5 separate regions of the Mus musculus genome follow, and all the other regions are linked to region 3. The links are chromatin contacts, called in public HiChIP or PLAC-seq and promoter capture Hi-C maps. All regions are on one chromosome and are shown on one strand. The core of a region is the stretch at or near the end of the contact, and the rest is flanking DNA. Distances in the headings are between cores, read along the strand shown.

Region 1 (3,167 bases), core at 473-2,972, 300 kb after region 3:
TTTATAGAGAAAACTTTCAGTTTGTACTGTTGGCTTTTATTCTTCAACACCAGTAACTGTCAGCCTCACTCTGCTGCATGTATTTAATAATAAATGTATACTATTCAGTAGCCAACTGAAATGTTGAGTATCTATGAATTGGACCACTTTGGGTACAGGACTACATGATTATCCATGCTATTTATAGATCACAAAAGTTCAATTTATTATGATAGAAATTTCAAAAGAATGGGTTCTGCTAAATATCTGGGTTACAAAAGGTTCCTTGCCTAACATCTCCCACAAAGTGGCATTTTCACACTGTTTATTTTATCTTCTTTTAGCTCCTTGATGTTAAAGAATAACATTTTTAAAAGAAAATTAAAGCATTATCCTTCCTCTTTGCATTCATACACATATAATATATTTCATCTAATCATCTACTTACTACATACCTGTTGAAAGAATGAGTGGATGCCTGAACAAAGCAACCATGCACAGGGCAGGATTATAAAGCCAGACAAGCGGTAAAAACATTGGAAATGGTATTTAAATATTACATACAAGCCCACAAAGCGACAGGTTAAGATTCGGTCATTTGACCATTTCTAGTAACATAGTTGACAAAATAATCTAAAAGCATGCTGTGCTTCATGAGAAACGTAGAAAGAGTCTGAATTTTAATTCCCAGCTGAAGAGAAAAGACAAGACCGCTAAAAAATAAAAACAGAACCAAGGCCTCACCCTCACCTTCTACACCCTCACCTTCTACACCCTCACCTTCTACACCCTCACCCTCACCTTCTACACCCTCACCTTCTACACCCTCACCTTCTACACCCTCACCTTCTACACCCTCACCTTCTACACCCTCACCTTCTACACCCTCACCTTCTACACCCTCACCTTCTACACCCTCACCCTCACCTTCTACACCCTCACCTTCTACACCCTCACCTTCCAGCCCCACCCCACCCATCTCATCTGAAGCAGAGCTAGGGAGGTCAGAGCCTGGCCCATCGGTGGCAAGATGCTGGGGAGGAAAATGTGTCTTGGCCAGGAAGATCTATAAACTTAACTGTGTTGGCCTGGGCTTAATGTGAGGTCAGAAGACAGAATCTATTCCAGGCATATACATTACCATCATGGCCCAAGACCCTCAACATAAGAAATCCACATTAAAATATGTTCACATGGCCAGGCATATCTGTGACTTTGAGGTCACCCTGGTCTACATAGAGAGCTCTAGGCCAGCAAGACTACATGGTAAGACACTGCCTTAAAAATAAAGTTCACAACAACTGTAGTTCTTCAACAGACAGTGGAAACAAATCTGAGCATGGACTCCATACTATATACCAGTCAAACAAAGCCTCACTGGCAGACCCGACACAGGAGCATCGGCAACTCTGTGAGCACACAACCTACTGTAAACCGCAGGGAGCAACAGTGACTGCTCACCTCTCACCAAAACTACCAGATAGACCCTACAGAGCAGAACGGACTAAAATCAGTGGCTTTCAACGAAGGAAGGCATAAAGAGAAATAGAGTTTAAAACAAAATTAATATTCACTACAGAAGCACCATAGCAAACTCTACTCAAGAGGGAATTCATGGTAAACAAACAGGAAAACAACACACAAAGCACTGTCCAGATGGAGACACCATGTAAGAAGTAAAAATCAGGGTAAACCCTACACGCCCTGAGAGCAGATCCAAAAGAGATGATGAAACAAGGCAAGTGCTCAAGACCCAGGCTGAAGTTTCCAGAACTCAGAAGATGGGAGGGACTCATACTCTGGGCCACCCTTAAGCAGGACAAACAAAAAGAACTGCATTCTTCGTGTACTACTTTAAACCAACAAGTAATTCTTTTAAAAGTGATTTAAAAGGCAAAATACTTCTAACAACAATAAAACCCTGAAGATTTCTCATCACCGGCAATCAGAAAGTAAGGGCTTCAAAGTACCCAGAGAAAACAGCCATCAACTTAGAAACCTAGCCCAGCTAAGGAGCTGGCTCAGCAGTTAGGAGCCCACGCTGCTCTTGCAGAGAGGACTGGTGCCCAGCACCCTCCATGAACAGCGCCCATACCTCCACCTACAGCTGCCACGGTCCATCATCTGCACTCACACACACATACCACTCCCCACTACACACACACATGCACACACAACTACAAACAAACATTTTTGAAGAGAGAGAACGGGGTTGGGGGTCACTGGCAAGAGCGCAGTGGTAGAGCTCTTGCCTTGAGTTTTGTTCTCAGCTGGGGCAGGGGTAGGGGTGGGGGACCACAAAAAAACATTTTCAAGGGATTGGTGCACCACAAAATACTTCAGAGAGTAAAAACACATGAAAAACTATTTCCTGTTTAAGTTTACACCAACTGGAAGAAAACTTCAGAGAAGAAATAATTATTTTAACCATGATTAAGACTACTAATATTTTTGGAGCTTTGCCAAAAGGTTTTAGACGTTCATAATTAACTCCTATTACTAGCCTTTTTGTGAACAATATTCTGCTTTTATAAGGAAAGGCTAAGCAACTGTTTTCATACAAAGTCTGGTCATACATTTTATACATTGGCTACAACAATATAATGTACAACAATGAGGCTAGCATTTATGGGGTACTTTCTACCAGGAGGCCATGCAATTTATCCTTAGTATACCCAATCAACCTCTGAGGGAGTCTATTTTTTTAATTATTTATTTTGTGAAAATATAAATGCACACCTCCCTTTCCTCTCCTTACCCCTCCACACCCTCCTTACTCTCCTCCAAACTGATGGCCTCTTTCTACATTATTTTTACTATATAGATATATGTATACTATACATAAATGCAACCTGTTCAGTCTGTTTAATATAACTTGCATGTATGTTTTCAGGGCTGACCATTTCGTATTAGATAACCAATCTGTCCTTATACCTACAGAGAGGTTTAGTCCTCATCTTGCATCAAGGAAACTTCTCTTTGTAACAAATGGAGACCATTACAGAATACGACAACCAATCAAAATGCAGAGGTTGTGCCCAGTCCCATTGGATACATCTACAACAGAACTCCAGCTCAAGGAACTTGTGGAAGAGGGGGCAGAAAGAGCCAGAGGATCAGGGAGTTGTTTGTGAGATTGTGTGTCCTAGGAAATGTCAGAAGCTACACTCCAAGTCTCACCAATACAA
Region 2 (2,792 bases), core at 186-2,685, 270 kb before region 3:
GGTCAACTCTCCAGCCACTGATCAATAGTTAAAATGTAATCCAAATAAAAAACTCAACATCTGTTGAAGAGATTGGTAAACTAAAGTTTCATATGGTATAACAAAAGTTCTGGTATAACCTTTAAAAACAAATTTTGAGGGTTTCCACTATGAGATTATAAAATTTATGATAAAAATCATGAAGATTGGTAATGGTGATCATGTTGACCAATAGATCTACCTGGAAAAGGCTCAGACCAACACATACATGTTCAATAGATGTTTCAGCAAAGATGACAAAGCCTCTTGATAAATGACAGCCTTTTTAACAGAGGGCACCACAATACTCAGATAACATAGATGCCAAATAGGAATCATACCTGGAAACACAGATTTCTTTAAAAATTTTTTTTAACTCAAAGTGGATAATAAACCTGAGAGTAGAGCCTAAAACTATTTAACATCTAGAAGACAACATGAGAGAAAAATCTTTTTGATGCTGTAAGGCAGAACTTTTCCTTTAAAGTAACACAAAAAGCAAGATTCATAAAACAAAGGCTAGATCACCATCCAAGCTAAGAACCTCTTATCTCTCAAGGTACCCTTGGGGGGGGGGCATTTTTGTATGTATACGTATGTGTGACACGATATGTATGTATGACACACATGTCTGACCATGCTTTCTCACGTGTGTGGACACGTGTTTGTGTGGGTTATGTGTGAATGTGAATGTGTGGCATCCCGAGGTTGACATCTGGTGGTGTCCCTGTTCACTCTCCCACTTTTACCCACCGAGGAAGAGTCTCGACCTGACTGATTGCACTGGTCTAATAACCAGCTTCACCTGTGGGCCCGCTGTCTCTGCCTTCTCAGCTCTGGGATTACTGACAGGCTGCCATGCATACCTGATATCTACATGGCTTCTGGAGATCTGAATACCAGTTCTCAGGCATGGGCAAGCAAGTGCTTAACCTGCTGAGCCACCCCCCCACCCCCTCCCACCCCAACCCCCCTCCCACCCCCCACCCCACCCCCCAGCCGTCAAAGTCCTAGTAAGACAAGAAACATCACAAGCTGGAGCAAACATTTTTAAATAATACATAGGATCTAAGACTCATTATCCAACCCAAATAGTTCCCAGTACTTAATAAGGAAACAAGCCAACACTAATGTGCCAATGATTTAAGCAGACTTTCACCAAAGACGACATAAGTATAAAGAATAAGCACAAGAGAAGAAATTCAACACCATCAGTCATTAAGGAAATGCAAATAACAACTCTGATAACTTATTACTACCCACCTATTGGAATGTCCACAATTTAAAATATGGGCTATATCAACTATCGGTGAGGATGTGAAACAAAGGATTATTGTTTACTGCTGATAGAGGACTGAGTCAGCCAGAGCCAGGCTGACTCCATGACAGGGCTGCACACTGACAGTTTGGGAGACTTAGGCCTAAGTTTCTGTTTCCTAGAAATGAGAACCTGGATCCAGGAACCTGTGGTCAGCCAGCCACAGCTGCAGGCAGTCAATCCGAGGACACCCTGTCATCTGGCCTGAAGTAGGAATAGATAGCTAGAGTGAGTAAGCGACCCCCTGGGAAGTCTCCAGAGCCTAACCAATTATAGAATCAATCAGACCCTAGAGATAGAGCTAAGCAATCAAGGTAAAGGAGTACACGTCCCTCCCTGGAATTCCCCTAGCTGACAACATCTGACAAGTTGGGCCTGTGAGTCCACCATGGGTCTCCATTCCTGAATGGGGAAACCCCTGCATGTAGAAAATTCAACTGAATAAACACTCTTTGCTTTTGCATACTAATGAAGTCTGGGGTCTTTCTTCAGCGAATCACAGACCCTAACAACAGGAGTATAAAAATGGTTCAGTCATCTTGGAAATATATATATATCCCATTCCAAGAGATGTCTGTCCAAAGATTAGGGCATTAAAGTACACTGAAGCTTTGCCTATAATTATCAAGGTTGGAAACAACTTAGGTGTCCACCAAGAGAAAAATGGAATATATATATATATATATTTGTGTTGCTCTTTGCCTGGTGGTGCCATTGAAAGGTCTATAATGAGGGTACCAACTTCATGGATGGGTTAATCCACTGAGAAGTCTGTGAGGAATAGATTAATAGAAGGTAGGATGTGGTTGGAGAATGTGGGGGTTCTGTCTTCAAAGAACAAGTCCAGTCCCTAGCCTGTCTTAGTCAGGGTTTTACTTCTGTGAACAGACACCATGACCATGGCAAGTCTTATAAAAGGACAACATCTTGGGGAGCTGGCTTACAGGTTCAGAGGTTCCGTCCATTATCATCAAGGTGGGAGTATGGCAGACATGGTGCAGGAGGAGCTGGGAGTTCTACATCTTCATCTGAAGGCTGCTAGTAGATTACTGACTTCCAGACAGCTAGGATGAGAGTCTTAAAGCCCACACCCACAGTGACACACCTACTCCAACAGGGCCACACCTTCTAATAGTGCCACTCCCTGGGCTGAGCATAGACAAACCATAGCAAGCCCCTTCTTGTCTGCCTCTTTCTGCTTCCCAGTTGCCATGAGGTGAACATCTCTTGTCTACCACATCCCCTCTGCCATGATGCCCTGCCTCAGTACAGTTCAATGGAGCCAGCTGAACACTGAGTGAAATTATGAGCCAAAATGTTTCCTCCTCTCAAAGCACACTGATGACAAATGAGTGCGACAGCTGGGGCGAGGCCAGTAGCACACTGGTCGAGGGGCCTGATTCAGCTCCTGTAGAGGACCTGAGCTCCATCCCCTGTATCCAAGTCACTCAGCTCA
Region 3 (3,063 bases), core at 367-2,866:
TGACTTTAGATTTGTGGTTTCTTGAACTAACTGGAGTGATGTAAAAGATGAGTCTTGTTAGGCGTTTCCTGACTGTTCAAAGTGTTTGGTGGTGTACTGTAAACAGGTTTCTCCAGGGAAACACTGAGCAGTCATGCCCCCTTCTGTCCTCGGGATTGGAAGTTTCTATGCTTACCGACCCTAGCTGATTGTATTGTGAACAGTTACTTCTGTGAGACTGAAATAGCCTCTGCATCACCCCCACCGGATCCCTGAGGTTTTGGAGTGGCTCCACCCTTACTCAGGACTCCGCCCCTGTGGGTTGAACTTGCACTTTGTTCCTTCTGGCCCCTGACTGTGTGAGTAATGTCCCACGTGTATGGCTTGCTGGCCAGAGTGGAATTTTAAGGCTCTTCTATTCAGAACAGTTTAACTTTTCATGCTGCTCGGCCAAAGGCATGGTCCTGGGACCTGTTCAGCTGCCATCAACCAGTTACTGTAGAGACCAGGACACCTTGCTTCCCTGCCTGGGCAGGGATGTCTCGGAGTTCGCTGTGGCCCACGTGACAGGTGTGTTGAGATGAGGCTGGGGTGGGGGTAGACAACACAGTAATGAAATGTGGGTTATCTGCTCCTGTAGTCTCCACTGGGCTCAGTGAGGATTACATGGCTTGTTTGTGTGCTTGTTTATCTTTTCAGTTTTATGGGGAGGGGGGCAGGGTCTCAAAATGTAACCTCCGTTGGTCTGGAACTCAGAGATCTGTCTGCGTCTGCCAGCCAGCACCAGGAGTTAAGGTGTGTGCCACAGCACTGTCTTGTTTTATTTGAGATTGAATCTCACTGTCTGACTGGCTAGCCTAGAATTTGCTGTATAGACCAGGCTGGCTTCAAACTCAGAGAGAGTAGCTAGCCTGTTTTTGCCTCATGAGAACTGAGAGTAAATGTGTGTACCAGCACACCCAACATACTAGACCTTTAATAAATGTGTAATGAATGGAAGAACATGGATAATATGTAAAATGATGTTAAATGGCACATCTTGATTGAAAAACTTAAGCTAAATTGAAAATTACCAAATATATTCCCAACTAAAATAGTTTTTAGAAGAGTTATTAAAAATTCCTAGCCTCTTAGAGCATATACAAAGTAGAATAATGTTAAGTAATATAAAATAATGAAAACACTTTGAGGCAATGATTACTGCCTGACAATCTATAATGAGAATGATTAAAAAAAAAGTAACAATTTAAATATTGAAAATGTGCTTTATAAGCTAAGCATTAAATATCCAAATTTGAATTTGTGTTTCAGTTTTATTATTATAGGTTTTAAGTATGTTGCTGTTTTGTGTGTGTGAGTGTGTGTGTGTGTATTTGTCCTACAAATGATTCAGTAGAAAAGATAACAAATTACTTCTTTATGGTTCTCAAAATATTTCTGTTCCTTAAGTCTTTTACACAGTTCAGTAGAGTTTGGGGTCCTCTGCTGCCTTCTTTCCACATCCTCACGATCTACTGCTATTGCAGTGGGTCAATTAAAAGATTTAGTTAACTTGCATTGTTAAGAAGTTCTAGCCCACACTGACACTGAATTGGGCGCGGTACGTCTGACTCATAGGGCTTGCCTGTCTTAACTAGTGGCGAACATACCATGGACCCTGCTCACTGAGGCTCCAGGGCTTCCTTTGCTTTTGCCGTGCTCTTAGTCTGCCTCTTCTTGTTTCTTTTACTCATCCCTCCGCAGCCTTCCAGCTAAGATCATTCATTAGCTCCGTGCTTAGTCTTGGCCTCAGCGGGAATTTGGGCATTTTTACTTGATGATATTTTCCTTTTGTTTGGTGCTAGAGGGTAGGACCGGCAATGTTTTCTGTGGATATCCTGTGCAGACAGATTGGACAGGAACTTGTTGTACAAGAACAAAGGAGTGGGAAGAAGGAGGAAGGAAGGAGGGAAAGAAGGAAGCTCTGTAAGAGTCAGAGACAGGAGGGGCGGCCAGGCCAGGGAACGGAAAGACAGTCTCCTGGGCTTGGGTTCTGGGCCTTGTCTCTTAGGTACTGCATTTATCTTGTGTTTTTCACTTCATCTCAGGGGTATGTACCAGTGGTTGGCTTTTATTACATTTATTAAATTTTGAAGAAGAGTTTTTTGTGTATGTGTTGATTATATAGTAAATATATTACCTAACTCTCCTGGGACAAGAATACCCAACTCTTCCCATAGCTTTAAATTTTACACAGGATTGTCCTGTGGACTCCGTTCTTTGTACGTTTTGACACCTTGACTTTGGTAGCCCTCTTTTGGACCTGAAGTCCCTCCCTAGAGCAGATGGACCATGTCTAGATATCTCCCTGTATATTGACAGTTGTCAGTGCGGAACTTTGGTTCATCACATTTAAAGAGACATGCAGTGTAAACCGAGCTATGTGTGGCCCCAGGGGGCTTGCTGCTCATCTCTAATAGTGCCTGCTGTGAGTTTGCAAGCCACACATTATCCTTCAGCAAACCTTTTGTTGTGTGCTGGGTAGTTTGTTTGGAGATGGGGTCTTGCTATGTTGTGCTTATGTGATGTGGGACTTAACATCCTCCTCCCTTAGCCTCTGGAGTGCCCGTGTTACAGCCATGTGCCACATGCCGGGGACTTTGGTTGGTTGGTTGGTTTTGGTTTTTGTTATCTTTTTAAAAAAGCCTCTTGTAAATAAGCTCTTGGGGGGGGGGGGCAGCAGCTGTTGTTGTTCTGTGTGTCTGTACTTATTTGTCAATGAACAAATAAGAAACTTCCTGGCCTCAAAACATTGCACCCAAGAGACTTAGGTACTATACATGCATGTAGGAGTATATGCACTTTTGAATAGGATCATCAGAAAATGTCCTCAAAGGTTTACATTTGAGTGAAAAAAAATTTGGGGGGGCGGTTTGAGACAGTGAGTGAAATATCTTTGAGACAACTATTTTAGCCAGAAGAAAAGGCAAGTGGAAAAAAAAAAGTCAGGGTGTGTGCCTGCCCTGTTTAAGCAGTAGTGGGGAGGGTAGTGGTGGGCAGGAAAGCAAGGGTAAGGGAGAAGGTTGACCAGGGCTGGAGAGAGGC
Region 4 (3,150 bases), core at 387-2,886, 400 kb after region 3:
CCCTTTTTGCTCCTGGGGTAGGTAGGTGAACAACTCACATGAGTGTGTGTATGTTCTTCTACCCAGAGCCATGCAAGATGCCTGGTAGAGTATAGCAACTTCATGTTAGACGAATAAATCAAAGTTAAGGCGGTTTCATTATCTACAGTAAAATGCAACATCTTAACCTGTCACTTCAGTGAACTGCTACAAATACTCCCATCCAGGTCACCACTACCTCAGTCAAGAGACAGAAATTCTGTTATCCTCCCGAGGAGCATCCCTCTTTCTTCCTGTAGTCCCCTCTCTGACCTCAAGGGACTATAGAATCACTTCACAAGGCTTTCAAACTCATCTTAGAAGGACATGCGCATGTCAAAAATCAATAAAAGGGGAAGGAAGAAGAACAGGAAAGAGAAAAATCTAAACCAATAAAAATTAGTATATGACCTGGTTAGCTGTTTTGTTAAATTGATACAAACTAGACATTTGGGAAGAGGGAATCCCAATGGAGAAAAATGCCCGCTAGATTGATCTGTGCATAAGCCTGTGAGCATTTTTACTGATCGGAGATTGATGCTGGAGGGCTCAGTCCACAGCAGTTGGTGTCACTCCCAGGCAGGGGGTGATCTTCTACGGCTTCTGCTTCAATTCCTGCCTCCAAGTTCCTGCGTGGTTCCTAGCCTGACTTCCTTTCATGCTGGGCTGTGATGCAGAAGTGTAAGAGGAAACAAACCCTTCCTTCCACAAGTTGCCTGGGTCATGACGTTTGATCGCAGCAGTGGGAGTCTGGCTGAGACAGAGGTAATTAGGCTTGACGGATCAGGCTTGACAGCCAAGACAAAGAAAAGTTGAATTCGCTCATCCTACAGGAAGGAGGAAGTCACTTCCCCACAGGAGATGAAACTTTCCAGTCCCTCTCGTGGAGGCCATCAGACAGAAGGTTCTAGAAGATGATTAGAGAGTGTCCTCAATGACGGTTTCAAACATATGTATCAGGAACATTCACTTGTCTCTTTTATCTCAGTAACTCCCATAAACATTCCTACAGCAAATATTGTGTCCTCCCTGATGAAGATAGTCTCAACTGGACTTTTCAGAGATGCAGAAAGAAAAAACAGTTCATAGGGGTTTCTCCCCCTCTGGTAAGGGTCTGAACTCTCAGATTAGATGTTTGCAGACAGAAGTGTTTGCTTTGAAACCCAGGTGAGCGTGTGGGAGGTGTAATGTTCAGTTATGAAACTCAAAAGGGCCTGGAAGAGGACCCCCCGTCTAGATCAAAGGCCCCCCACCCAGCCCGGAGCAGGGCTGCTGGTGTGTATGGTGGAGGACTCTGAAGAAAAGCCAGGAGTTTTGTTTCCCCCTTAGAAAGTACTTTTGGAGCTGGGCCACCCCAAACTGGAGCTTTATTGACACATGACATTGCCACAGAGTGGGACATTAACACTTTTAATATGAATGCGTCCGGGGTAGAGATTGACGGCTTTCCCACTAATCCGCAGAATCATTTCAGTAAAGTCCTTGGAAGGTTGAGTTCTGAGCCACACCTCCCTTGCCTCATAGTGAGGTTAAGAGGTCCAGAAACAGATTCCTCTTTGCCTGATGGTTCCTGAATCAACCGAGAAACAAACGAAGTGCTGAGGCGGAAGAAAGCAGAACCACATCTGTGGCTTGTGGCTGTAGGCAAACGAGTTTCCTGGGCCTTACCCCAGAATTAGAGAGCCTTTCCCATACCATCAAGGGTAACACCTGGGCAGCACAGGCTTCTATAAAGAACTAAAGGAGAAACAGAACATGTGGCCTCCAAATCAGTCGCTGCTTCCAAAGGAGTGAGGAGGGGGAGCCAGGGACTCCTGCTCAGTTTTCACCCCCAAATCCACCAGTCAAGATGCTTTAGCTGCCGGGATGATCAGATCAATTAGTCTGTGTGAAAGTAACTGCCGGGGTCAATTAGCCATACAAGTACCACCGGAACAATAGAAAGCATGTTATAGCTCTGATATTGACCATCTAAATATTGCTGATTGAGTTGAAATGCTTGTTTTTGAAAATAATTAACTTAATACACATCCCTTTTATGCTCCCATTTCCTTCTTTGTTTTTGGTACTGGGGATGGAAACCTAGGGCTTTGTTATCTCACCAAGCTGCCCAGTTTGACTTTGCCGTTATGAGCCTCATATCTCAGCCTGGAAAGTAGCTGGGACTGCAAGCCCACATCACCAGGCCTGGCACAAATACTGTCATAGGTAGAGGTAGAGGTAGAAGTAGAGGTATATTAAGAGGGCCTGGAGAAATGGCTCAGCAGTTTAGGCATTTATTCCTCTTCCAGAGGACCCAGGTTGGATTCCCAGAACTCATACAGTGGCTTACGACCATCTCTAACTTCATTTTCAGGGATTCAATGCCCTCTTCTGGCTTCTGTGGGCACCAGGTACACCAGGTACACACATGGTACATAAAAATACATGTACACATAAAATAATTTTAAAAATAAAGTAACAGGATAGCACCACTATTAATTATGGCAGAAGTGGTTGTCTACATTGCTTAAAAAGTGGTACCAACCAGTCAGATCTGTATTTCAAAGGAGGGAGATAACTTCAGACCTTTTCATCACAGTAACAAACACCTGAGACAGTTTAAATAAGGAAAATTGTATTTTGGTTCTGGTTTTAGAGATGTTCACCCATGATTGGCTGCGTCTGTTGCTTTGGGCCTAAGTTTAGGCAGAATACCATGGAGGCAGGAGTCTATTGTGAAGGCTGCTTATCGTATGACAACCAGGAAGTGGGAAGGGGCCAAGGCAGGATATGCCCTCAAAAGCATTCCTGTGATGTAATTATCCCAGCATTCCACAGTTCAGCTACATCCCCAGCTTCCATTCAGATTTTGAGCTTGTCATGTCAACATATTAAACCATTCATTAGTCCAAGGTCTTTTAAATGGAGTCTTGTCTGAAAATGCCCCCCAGGTGTGGGACAATAAGCCATGCCAGGAAACTTGGTAAAGTAGGATGGGTCCAGGGGGTCCCCAGTAACTTCTTAGGAACCATACATTAAACCCAGCACATACCTGTTTTCTTACCGTGCTGAGGATCAAATCCAGGACGTGTTAGGCAAATTTCCTGTCCCAAGCTATGTCCCCAGCCACAATTGTTGATTAGACTAATA
Region 5 (3,023 bases), core at 150-2,649, 320 kb after region 3:
ATGCCAGAATTTAAGCTCAAATAACTATACTTAAACCATTCATGGGAACTCTAATAGACACATTTAATATATACATGTGGCTAAGACAAGCAATTTTCCACATTTTTGAAGCTTCATGACTACACACATTCAGTAGAGGTTATTATTATTAAAATAATACTGTTTGGTTACAAATCCCACTCCTGCAGTAACAGTATTACACTTACTACATTTATGATGCTACAGCCCGAACAATCATATCTGGGTGGGACAGGCTTTTACAGTTTGCAAGTTAACGAACTGTGGCACTGCGGTACTCTCTCATGCAAGGAATGAAAAGTTCCACAAAATTCGAATGGTCATCTTCAAAGACACACGACCTCGAGTACACCGGATGGTAAACATTACATAAACAACGCCAAAGTCAACTCATAAACAAACACCAACACCGAAACAAAGCTCTATAGCTACTTCAGCGTACTAAGACGGGGTGTGGGGGTGGGGAGGGGATGCAGAGCACCTACGAGGAAAGGCTCAATTAACTGCCGCCCGTGCTTTCATCCTCCGATCTTAAACAAAAGACGCTGGATGCTTTCGGTGGAGAGCGCTTTCTGCAGAGGGATTTGGGGTTGCAAACGCCCCTCCTCCACGGCCACCAACAGGCCCCTTTCTTCCTCCTCCCTCACCCCTCCCAGCTCAAACAAATTAACATTCGCACTAAGGTACCTCCTATCAGCTCGCAGCTTCTTCCCAAACACGCCCACGCACCCTGAAACCCGCCTGCGTCTACACCGCACACGGCGGCAGGAAAAGCGCTTCGAGGGGGGCGGGGAGCCGCGGCGGCAGCGCACAGGTCCGGGCTCCCTTCCAGGTCAGCTCCCCATCGCCTCCCCGAGCCCGGTGTTTACGAGCCCGCCTAAGCCCACACAGCAAAGGAATCCCAGGCGCTGCGGGCAGCTAGCGCGGCGGTGCGGGACCCCCCTCCGTGTCCGCACGCGGCCTCCGCCGCCGCGGCGCCGCTCACCCCGCGCTCCGCGGGCGGTTCGGCCCCGCAACAGGTCACCCGCCTCGGCTCGGTGACGGGGGTGCAGGCGCCCCGGCCGAGAGGGGGTGTGGCTGGCGCGGCGGGGCCCGGCCCCGGCTCACCTGAGAGGCTGAGGCGACGCCGGGGCCTCCGCCACCGCGGGACCGCGAGCGACCCGCAGCCCGCCCTCCCGCGCCGCGCACCGCGGCCGCCGCCGCCATTGCCCGCGCCTCCCCACACGCCCGCACGCCACGCCGACCTGTGCAGCCGCGGCCGTCGCCTCCGCTTCGCCCGCGGCTCCGAGGCAATCGCTCGCCCAACCGAGCAGTCGGCGTCTCTCATTCAGCGCCTGCCGCCGGCGCTCGGGGGAGGGGAGTGCGCTGGATCCACCCCGGCCGCGCAGGGGGCGCGCGCCGGGCGGGCGGGGCGGAGCGGCGCGCGCACCAACCGAGCGCGCTCGCGCGGCCGGGAACGCCGGGTCGCCGGGGTCTCGGCGCAGTCTGCGGGCGCCGGGCTATGCCCCCCGAGGCCAACTGCCGCCCCGTACCGGTGTCCGAGGCGCGTGCCCCAGCCGCAGGCGCAGCACCGGCCGCAAGGACGAGCCGCAGGGTTCAGGACGGACAGGTGGGGCCCCGCGGCTGCTCCCCGCACGGGTCTCGTTGGCGCCTGGGACGCGGGCGTTGCTCCCCGCTCGGGCCAGAGGACAAAAGTCTGGAAACGCTTGGCCCCCAGATCAAATACCCAGCCCGTGAGGGCGGCGTCCTTAGGAGTCGTGGCGGACAAGTGGAGGGGGACTGCAAATGTGAAGAGTCACCCCACAGCCGTGGGATCTTAAATGATGGAGTCTGCACTCTAGCACATCATCATGCCGGAAGTGTTGGGTCGGCCTCTAGGTGTTAAGCAGGGTGGCTGCCGGTGGTTTAAGGAGCAAATAACAATATTTGGGATCCCCTAGTCCCGGATTGATGAGTTTCAGGTGGACTGTATTTTCACGCCATTGCGGGAACGTGATTCTAAAAGGTGAAATTTTTCCTGTGAATGAAAGGGAATAGAAGGGTGTTGTTTCTTGGGGTGCACCTAGGTGGCCTACTTAAACTTAGCACCATTTGATGCAGTGTGACTTAGTGGAAGGTTTTCAGTGAGCCACCTTGGTGTAATCATTAGGTCATTCGGGAATAGATGCGATCCTTTTCTAGGCAATGTGCAGTGGAGGGTGGAGGGACAGTTCTATAGCAGCACTGAGTGTAGATTGTGAAGGGACCAAATTCGTTTTGATTTCCTTTTTCCCTATAATAACTAATCAAAACAGTGGATTCTTTTATGCAGAAGAAAGTTAAACACTGTCCCTTTTGACCACTGTTCCCTTCTGTGGAGAAGGTAGAAGAACGCTCCTTCATCCCCTTGGTTAAAACATGCCCATGCAAAAGTAGGTGGAAGATAAAAACGAAGCAAGGAAAAGCGATAAAGCCCAGTGCTGGTTTTTTATTCCGTTTTAAGTTGGAAGTCTCTCCAATAGATGCACAGAAACCAAAAAGAAGAAAAGCCTGTCAGAAATCTTCAACTGAGCGTAGACTAATGAAAAGGGGGCGGGGCTAAGGAACACTAGTGACCAAAAGGCTCCAGGAGAATTACTTAGATGCAGTTTTCACTTCGATGCTGTTTGCTTCAAGTCCCAAAGAAACAACAGACAAACTGAAGTAACAGTTGGGAGGGGGAACCCTTTGAGTCACTGAGTAAATGATTGATCTTTCTTTCCCCAAGTTAGTAAGAGATTAAGGGAAAGGTGGATGGCTATGTGCCAACAACAATACATTCAAAGATAGATAGATACATACATAGATACATAGATACATAGATAGAGATACGTGTGTGTGTGTGTGTGTGTGTGTGTGCGTGTGTGTGTAATTGTCCCAAGTTATTAACTGCTTTTAAAGTAGGAAAAAATAAGGAGCCTCGGGGAATTTCATTTGGTATAAATGTCTTGCAGCCACTTGAGTTGGAGCTTCATAAAAACAAAGAT

The links. HiChIP or PLAC-seq counts read pairs in DNA pulled down with a chosen protein or histone mark. Capture Hi-C pulls out chosen DNA fragments and counts their contacts.
Region 1: a promoter capture Hi-C map of adipose tissue shows a contact between it and region 3. The contact joins two enhancer-like sites. A contact is called at or near these places in 1 of 484 Hi-C or Micro-C datasets (embryonic stem cells) and 1 of 9 other capture datasets (adipose tissue).
Region 2: a contact with region 3 is called in an H3K27ac HiChIP or PLAC-seq map of extraembryonic endoderm stem cells. The contact joins two enhancer-like sites. A contact is called at or near these places in 3 of 115 datasets of contacts at active chromatin or transcription factors (double positive thymocytes, extraembryonic endoderm stem cells and pancreatic cancer cells) and 1 of 9 other capture datasets (adipose tissue).
Region 4: a contact with region 3 is called in an H3K4me3 HiChIP or PLAC-seq map of bone marrow-derived macrophages, with 2.0 times the contacts expected there. The contact joins two enhancer-like sites.
Region 5: a contact with region 3 is called in a FOXA1 HiChIP or PLAC-seq map of pancreatic cancer cells. The contact joins the promoter of Ralgps2 here to the enhancer-like site in region 3. A contact is called at or near these places in 1 of 39 promoter capture datasets (the HPC-7 cell line), 2 of 484 Hi-C or Micro-C datasets (embryonic stem cells and forebrain) and 1 of 115 datasets of contacts at active chromatin or transcription factors (pancreatic cancer cells).

Annotation. Positions count from the first base shown.
Region 1 is chr1:156,911,294-156,914,460 of GRCm38.p6, forward strand. The region is part of intron 1 of Ralgps2 (Ral GEF with PH domain and SH3 binding motif 2); the gene reads right to left. Among named protein-coding and RNA genes, the nearest start is that of 4930439D14Rik, 26 kb to the right of the region's middle. Within about 2 kb of position 1,723, at least 18 of the 459 cell types and tissues checked have an H3K27ac peak or open chromatin away from gene starts, as enhancers often do. A contact at or near this core is called in adipose tissue, where this site is marked.
Region 2 is chr1:156,343,141-156,345,932 of GRCm38.p6, forward strand. All of the region lies in intron 20 of Axdnd1 (axonemal dynein light chain domain containing 1), which reads right to left. Among named protein-coding and RNA genes, the nearest start is that of Nphs2, 34 kb to the left of the region's middle. Within about 2 kb of position 1,436, at least 19 of the 459 cell types and tissues checked have an H3K27ac peak or open chromatin away from gene starts, as enhancers often do. A contact at or near this core is called in extraembryonic endoderm stem cells and pancreatic cancer cells, where this site is marked.
Region 3 is chr1:156,615,510-156,618,572 of GRCm38.p6, forward strand. The region is part of intron 1 of Abl2 (v-abl Abelson murine leukemia viral oncogene 2 (arg, Abelson-related gene)); the gene reads left to right. Among named protein-coding and RNA genes, the nearest start is that of Tor3a, 57 kb to the right of the region's middle. Within about 2 kb of position 1,617, at least 152 of the 459 cell types and tissues checked have an H3K27ac peak or open chromatin away from gene starts, as enhancers often do. A contact at or near this core is called in the HPC-7 cell line, adipose tissue, bone marrow-derived macrophages and 2 more, where this site is marked.
Region 4 is chr1:157,016,090-157,019,239 of GRCm38.p6, forward strand. No RefSeq gene overlaps it. Among named protein-coding and RNA genes, the nearest start is that of Gm39685, 28 kb to the left of the region's middle. Within about 2 kb of position 1,637, at least 82 of the 459 cell types and tissues checked have an H3K27ac peak or open chromatin away from gene starts, as enhancers often do. A contact at or near this core is called in bone marrow-derived macrophages, where this site is marked.
Region 5 is chr1:156,938,227-156,941,249 of GRCm38.p6, forward strand. It overlaps Ralgps2 (Ral GEF with PH domain and SH3 binding motif 2), which reads right to left and starts at 1,400. Exons shown (of 19, transcript NM_001159967.1): 1 at 1,263-1,400. 4930439D14Rik (a long non-coding RNA gene) reads left to right here and starts at 568. Exons shown (of 2, transcript XR_003948625.1): 1 at 568-832; 2 at 901-1,969.